Regions from separate parts of the Pan troglodytes genome. Here region 1 is linked to region 2. Evidence: chromatin contacts called from public HiChIP or PLAC-seq data. All regions are on one chromosome and are shown on one strand. The core of a region is the stretch at or near the end of the contact, and the rest is flanking DNA. Distances in the headings are between cores, read along the strand shown. Region 1 holds the start of ANKRD13C (ankyrin repeat domain 13C). Region 2 holds the start of CTH (cystathionine gamma-lyase).

Region 1 (3,405 bases), core at 381-2,880, 56 kb before region 2:
TCTACTCAAACAAAAATCGGCTGTTGAGAAGTCACTTTAACTGTTCTACGTATCAAATACCAACAAATTTCTACTGTGTGGCTTTCAGAAAACTAACATTCTAAGTTTACTGAAAGCAGACAAAAAAGAAACAACCTGGTGGCAGGCAAAATCACAACCAGTTGCAGTCAAGATGGGATCTGTATGTGAGCAATGAAGGGAGGAGGGCAATTTATGCGTTCAAAATTTAAAATGCCAAGGTAGGGGGAAGAGAGAGAAATAAAGATATATAGCTCCATAAACAAAGGGAGAAAACCAGGTTGGGTGAGAGGCAACCTAAAATTTCTGACAGTCCAGAATCAGCAAATCGAAGGCCTGTCTCAAACAAAACAGCTTCTCACGACAAACTTTGAAGTGGGCAAGGAGGATACATTCCTTTGCACCCACAAGAACCAACCCCCTGACCACTGGCACGCTATTACTGAGTCGATCATGATTTACCGAACGGCCCGGATGATGGGCAAAAAGAAGAGTCTGCTGGAGGGGGCCTAGGATTCCAGAAGCCTGGGGAGGCACACCCTAGGCTCGGGGAAGGAGAGAGGTGGAGAGGGGCTAGCACTCCTCACCGTGATTATCTTTCTGCCCGATATTGTGCGTGCGGATGAGAGAGGAGAGTCTCCTCACATCCCCCTTGAAGACGCACTCGTGCACCGGGTAGTGTGCCGGGCAACTGCCTCCATCCGCGACGACAGCAACGGGGTTGGTGCCGGCCAGAAGGGCCGGGGACTGGGAGGTGGCAGTCACGGAGGAATTGTGCAGCGGCAGAGCCGGGGCGCCGGGGGGATTGGAGGAGGCCGGAGCTGCCTTCAGCTGTAGCCGGTGGTGATGGTTACTAAAGATCTTATGACAAGCTTTGCCGCCCTTGCCAATCCTGCTTCTGGTAAAGGTACCGCCGAGGGCAGCCGCCGCTTCCTCATCCCCGGGCTCCAGCAGGTCCCCTTCTTCTTTGCTGGGCTTGTGGTCCCTCCGCAGTGAGCGGATCTTCTCCCCGGTCATCGCCGCCGCCAGGGGCAAGGGGGGGAATCGGGAGGCTCACCGCTGGCGACGGAGCTGGCGCTGCGGCGGCACAAGGCGATTAGAGCGGTGGCCAAGAGCCTCCAGCGCAGCATGAACTCCCACTGAGCCCCCGAGCCTGGGACAAACGCATCTCCCGGGGAAGAGCCGGCTCTCGCCTAGGCACGAAGGGACGCGCGCTCGCTGGGGGGAGCTAGAACTCAGGTGCCCACGACACCAGGATCTCAGTCTCGCCGTCGCAGCCGCCGTCGCTGCCTCACACCGAAAAACAGGGCACGGCCATCTTCCTCTGGCTCCTCTCGCGAGAGCTCCCCCGGGAGTGAAGAGAGAGAAAACACCGCGATAAGTGAGCCACCCGCTCCCTCCCTCGCACCTTCTATTCCCAGAATCACTAGGCGCCGGCGCCTCCGAGGCAGCGTGTTTCCGCCCAGAGCTGGAGTCTCCCAGCTGCCAGCCGACCCCGAACCCGCACTCCCGCCAACCGCGCTTTTTGTGGGCGGTCGGAAACCACAGCCTGCGTTGGATATGTTCGGTGCATGTTATAAACAACCACTTAAACCCTCCGGATCTGAGCCTTCCGCAGAGGAATGCAGAATGACGCCACGGCACGCAGGATGTGATGTCACCGAGATGCAGAGGATACTCAGTCAACCAACATTTACTGAGCATCTACTTCGTGCCGTATGTACGAAGCTAGCAAATATGTACAGCACCAGTACTGATTGCAAGGAGCACTGTAGAAGAGGAATGACAGCCAAACAATTAAAAGCGGAGGCGGGGAGGTGGGTTGCACACAAAAAAGGGAGGGACGAATTTTAGTGTTGAGTTGTCAGGAAAGTCATAGAAGAGTTTAGGTGCTGACTTTGGAAAATGATGGGCTGTCCAGCAATCGGAAAGAGGGGAGGCCACTCAAATATTTATTAGATGAATGAATTTCGGGCAGATGTCAGAGTTAACATATATGAGGGTGGGGACACTCAAGGAGGGCAAAGAATCGTGTAACTGAAATATAATTGTATTAGTTCATGGCCAACCTCAACCTAGTGTCAAACTCTGAAGAAACGTAAATCTACCAACCATAAAACTTTAACAAAGTAACTAAAGCTGGCCACTGAGGACGTAAGGAGGGGGCTTAGCAAAACATCCTAAAGATCTTCACCCATTTAACTCTCCAAAGTCCCCCTATGTTCTGAGAGCAAATACTTCAGATCTCTCTTTTTTTTCTTTTTTTTTTTCTTTTTTTTTTTTCTTTTTTTTTTTGACAGAGTCTCTGTAGTCCAGGCTAGAGTGCAGTGGTGCAATCTCGGCTCACTGCGACCTCCACCTCCCAGGTCCAAGCGATTCTCCTGCCTCAGTCTCCAGAGTAGCTGGGATTATAGGCCTGCGCCACCACACCAAGCTAATTGTTGTATTTTTAGTAGAGACGGGGTTTCACCGTGTTGGCCAGGCTGGTCTTGAACCCCTGACCTCAGTGATCCGCCAGCCTCAGCCTCCCAAAGTGCTGGGACTACAGGCATGAGCCACTGCGCCCGGCCAGATCTCTTCTTTCTTAAAGTTTATACTACCGCTAACTCATCTCCGCAAACAAACAACTCGATGGGCCTCTCTTAATCCTCCCCAGTCACTCAACTTTTCACCTCCAATTTTCTTCCCAGTCTGTTCAGATAAATCTGTTTCTTCCTCTTCTTTCTTTTTCGGTGGAGTGGAGAGTTCCGTTTATGTTAAAACATTACCCAATCAACAGTTCAAAGCATCCTCTTGAGACAGCAGTAGAGACTGAAAAAATACATGCAATAATGTTTGCTTCTTCCACAATAGCCAATATTTATTGTTAACGCTAAGCCAGGCAGTATGCTTGGCACTTTATATGCTGTTATCTCCCCCTGATTAGCATTAGTATCCTCACTTGACAGTTAAAAAAAACTTGCCCAATACTTCAATGCTAGAATGTGGTACAGTCAAATCTGACAGTAAGGCTAGAGAGAGAGGAAGGGCCAGGTCATGCAGGGCTTTGTATGTCATCTTAAAAGTTTACACTTGGCCGGGCGCGGTGGCTTATGCCTGTAATTCCAGCACTTTGGGAGGCTGAGGCGGGTAGATCACGAGGTCAGGAGTTCGAGACCAGCCTGGCCAATATGGTGAAACCCTGACTTTACTAAAAATACAAAAATTAGCTGGGCGTGGTGGCTTGTGCCCGTACTCGCAGCTACTCAAGAGGCTGAGGCAGAAGACTCGCTTGAACCCAGGAGGCGGGGCTGCAGTGAGCTGAGATTGTGCCCCTGCACTCCAGCCTGGGGACAGAGTGAGACTCTGTCCAAAAAAAAAAAAAGGAATAGTCTTTTTAGAGATCTT
Region 2 (3,294 bases), core at 125-2,624:
TTAAATCCTTGATACATATTAAGCTGCCATCCAATAAAGTTTTCTCAGTTTAAGAGAGTAAAAAAGGCCTGATTTATAGCATTTGTATTGGGTGCTATCTTTTTTTTTTTTTTGAGATGGAGTCTCACTCTGTGGCCCAGGCTGGAGTGCAGTGGCATGATCTCGGCTCACTGCAACCTCCGCCTCCTGGGTTCAAGCGATTCTCCTGTCTCAGGCTCCCAAGGAGCTGGGATTACAGGTGTGCACCACTACGCCCAGCTAAGTTTTGTGTTTTTTGTAGAGATGGGGTTTCACCCTGCTGGCCAGGCTGGTCTTGAACTCTTGACTTCAGGTGATTCGCCCACCTCGGCCTCCCAAAGTGCTGGGATTAATAGGCGTTAGCCAACGCACCCAGCCTGGTGCTGTCTTCTGAATGATTCTTTATTACAGTACACTAAATAAAATGTCTGTATTTATGCAACTCAGGGTTTGTCAGCAAATATTAGGAGGTAAAACTAATTGGAACTGTTTTAGACCCTTTTGGCCCCTAAATGCCATATCATATTACACAAAAATACCCACCTATAGTTATACATAAATATTGAGGTGAGTTGCAGTTGATGTTATATTTTTAAAAGAAAAATATTAATTAAATATGTATTAATATACATTAGTGTTTTGAAGTCTATCCATTTTTTCCCCCAGCCATACAAAGTTTGGTAGGATTCTAAAAGCTTGTAGGCCCTCAAGCACCACTCCTCTAGTGCTTAATGGGTTAAATGTCCCTAAAGCTAATTTGAAAAGCAAATTGCCTCATTCTTTCTCTTCATATCTTTCTTTCAAACTGTAAATTTTAAGAGCTGTTTATTCCTTATTCTCCTTGTTCTTAATTTGTTTAATAAAGTTTTAGATCTTTAGCGAATATTTTGCAACAACAGAAATATCCCCAAATTTCCTGGTGCTAGAAAACAGCCACAATAGTAAGTAGGTCAAGTCTGTATTGCTTAGGGAACAGGGAGATTTTTGTTTTAAAGCAGTGATTCTTCTGAGAGTAGGGCTCTGGGCGCAGGTGAGTGGTAAACAATCCTTTTTCCTGCAGGGATGTTGCTGTTGTGTAAAAGCAAAAGCATTTTGTGTAAGGATGTTAGGCTCCAGTAAGTATTTCAAAGCCACATTATCTTTCTCATTAGGGGGAGTTTCTCTCTGTACTTTAAAAGAAGATAATGATGCTTGAAAAAGCTCAAGATTGACTAACTTTTAGGAAGCTGCCAGAGTTGTGCATAGACGTCCTCACTACAGTAGCTTCGTTATGTCTTACGAACAATTTAACCTTCACTTCTAGTCATCGTTTCGTCATCGTAAGCACTGGGTCATTACAGAGTTCAGTGTACCTAAAACGCAAGCTGTGACTGATGAGAATCCAAGCTGCAAACTGGGCGGCTTGGGCAACTGTTTTCTTAACCACCCTCCACGTTGTGGCTTACGTCTTTTAGCACCGCCCTCAGGGCAAAGGATGGTGGTCAGAGGTAACTACCACAGTAAAAGAAGGCTATTTATGTGGTCTGTTTACAGTTACCCGGTTTCAACACTAAGCCAGCTTTCCGCCACGTGTCGGACGAACCTCCGGCCTGAGGTCACAGAGACGCCCGGGTGGCTCTCAGGAGCCAGCATGGCAGCCTCCTCAGGACCGGTACTCAGGAATTTCGCCCGCAGGGACTAACACCACTTGGACCCAGGGACTCCAGCTTCACTCCGCTTTGTGCACTGGGTGGGGCGGTCGCGGTGACGTTTCAGGCAACGCCTCTGCTGTCAGCCAATAAGGAGCGGGAGACGCGTCGGGCCTTCGCTCAATAGGCCGCGCTGGTCCCGCCCCACTGTGATCATGAGACTGCAGACCCGCTAATAAAATCCACCCCAACAATCGCTGTGTGCCGCTTTAGTGCGCTCGCCGTCGGCTCTACCTGCGTGCTTTAGCTCCTTCTCGCCTGATCCTTCTGTCTCTCCCAACCCCGGACACCCGGCTTCGACTGGTTATATCTTCGGTGTTCTTTTCCTCTCTCCTTCTTTCGCGGTTCAGCATGCAGGAAAAAGACGCCTCCTCACAAGGTTTCCTGCCACACTTCCAACATTTCGCCACGCAGGCGATCCATGTGGGCCAGGATCCAGAGCAATGGACCTCCAGGGCTCTAGTGCCCCCCATCTCACTGTCCACCACGTTCAAGCAAGGGGCGCCTGGCCAGCACTCGGTGAGCTGGGTCTGTCTGGGGCTGTCCACAGTTGGGCGGTAAAAGAGATACGGCTTATGAATTTGAAAGGCATGTAAGTAATTTATAATATGACTTATAAATTAGGAAGGCAACCGAAAGATGTTTCTACACTGTAATTCTTGCAGCACAGCTTTGTATCGGATGGTCCAGTGATCGTATTTCTTTTGATAAGCAGGACTGGAAGGAGCCGTTTGTCCAACTTGCCATATAGATTTGGCCTGAAATTCAGGTGATTTTGACAAATTTGCAATTAAAAATCGAAGGTCATAACTTTTTTGAGTTACCTTTAGCAGCATAAATTTTAAAGATGTAGTACGGAGTCAGCTTAAAAAATATTAAGGGTCTGATAACTTGACTAGAATTAAGATTGTTTCCAGTAGCTGTATTAATAGTTATTGAGTACCTACTATATGCCAAATACGTGCTCGTATATATCATGTGTATTACATGTATTGTCTCATCTAATCCTAACAACAACCCTAGTCTGAACCGAATTCTCATTTTTTCCCAATAAAGAAGCTGAGATTTAGGGAGTTAAGTAACTAGCCTTAGACTAATAAGTATTGGAGATGGAATTCAAACTTTAGAAACTTGAGGTTGCTTTAGGAACCAACTCCTAGGCACTCAGCTACACTATGCTATCTCTAATAATGCTAGTAACAATTTAGCCTATTGCGTCATTTAAGCACTGTGGCTTAGTGATTAAGAACACAACTCATGACCGGGTGCAGTGGCTTACGCCTGTAATCCCAGCACTTTGGGAGGCTGAGGCGGGTGGATCACCTGAGGACAGGAGTTCGAGCCCAGCCTGGCCAACATGGTGAAACCCCATCTACTAAAAATAAATAAATTAGCTGGGCATGGTGGCGGGTAATCTCAGCTACTCGGGAAGCTGAGGCAGGAGAATCGCTTGAACCCAGGAGGCAGAGGTTGCAGTGAGCCAAGATCTCACCATTGTGCTCCAGCCTGGGTGACAAGAGTGAAACTCCAACTCAAACAACAACAGAAAAAGAGAACACAAGTCTTATAGTCAAAGGCTAGGTTTGCA

The links. HiChIP or PLAC-seq counts read pairs in DNA pulled down with a chosen protein or histone mark.
Region 1: an H3K4me3 HiChIP or PLAC-seq map of stem cell-derived excitatory neurons shows a contact between it and region 2, with 4 times the contacts expected there. The contact joins the promoter of ANKRD13C here to the promoter of CTH in region 2. A contact is called at or near these places in 2 of 7 Hi-C or Micro-C datasets (blood and stem cell-derived neural progenitor cells) and 1 of 1 datasets of contacts at active chromatin or transcription factors (stem cell-derived excitatory neurons).

The regions. Positions count from the first base shown.
Region 1 is chr1:160,638,353-160,641,757 of NHGRI_mPanTro3-v2.0_pri, reverse strand. It overlaps ANKRD13C (ankyrin repeat domain 13C), which reads right to left and starts at 1,630. Exons shown (of 13, transcript XM_001166457.7): 1 at 606-1,630. The coding sequence starts at 1,035. LOC101059761 (embryonic stem cell-related gene protein) reads left to right here and starts at 1,219. Exons shown (of 4, transcript XM_063800487.1): 1 at 1,219-1,738. The coding sequence starts at 1,579.
Region 2 is chr1:160,582,316-160,585,609 of NHGRI_mPanTro3-v2.0_pri, reverse strand. It overlaps CTH (cystathionine gamma-lyase), which reads left to right and starts at 1,374. Exons shown (of 12, transcript XM_024346572.3): 1 at 1,374-2,225. The coding sequence starts at 2,058.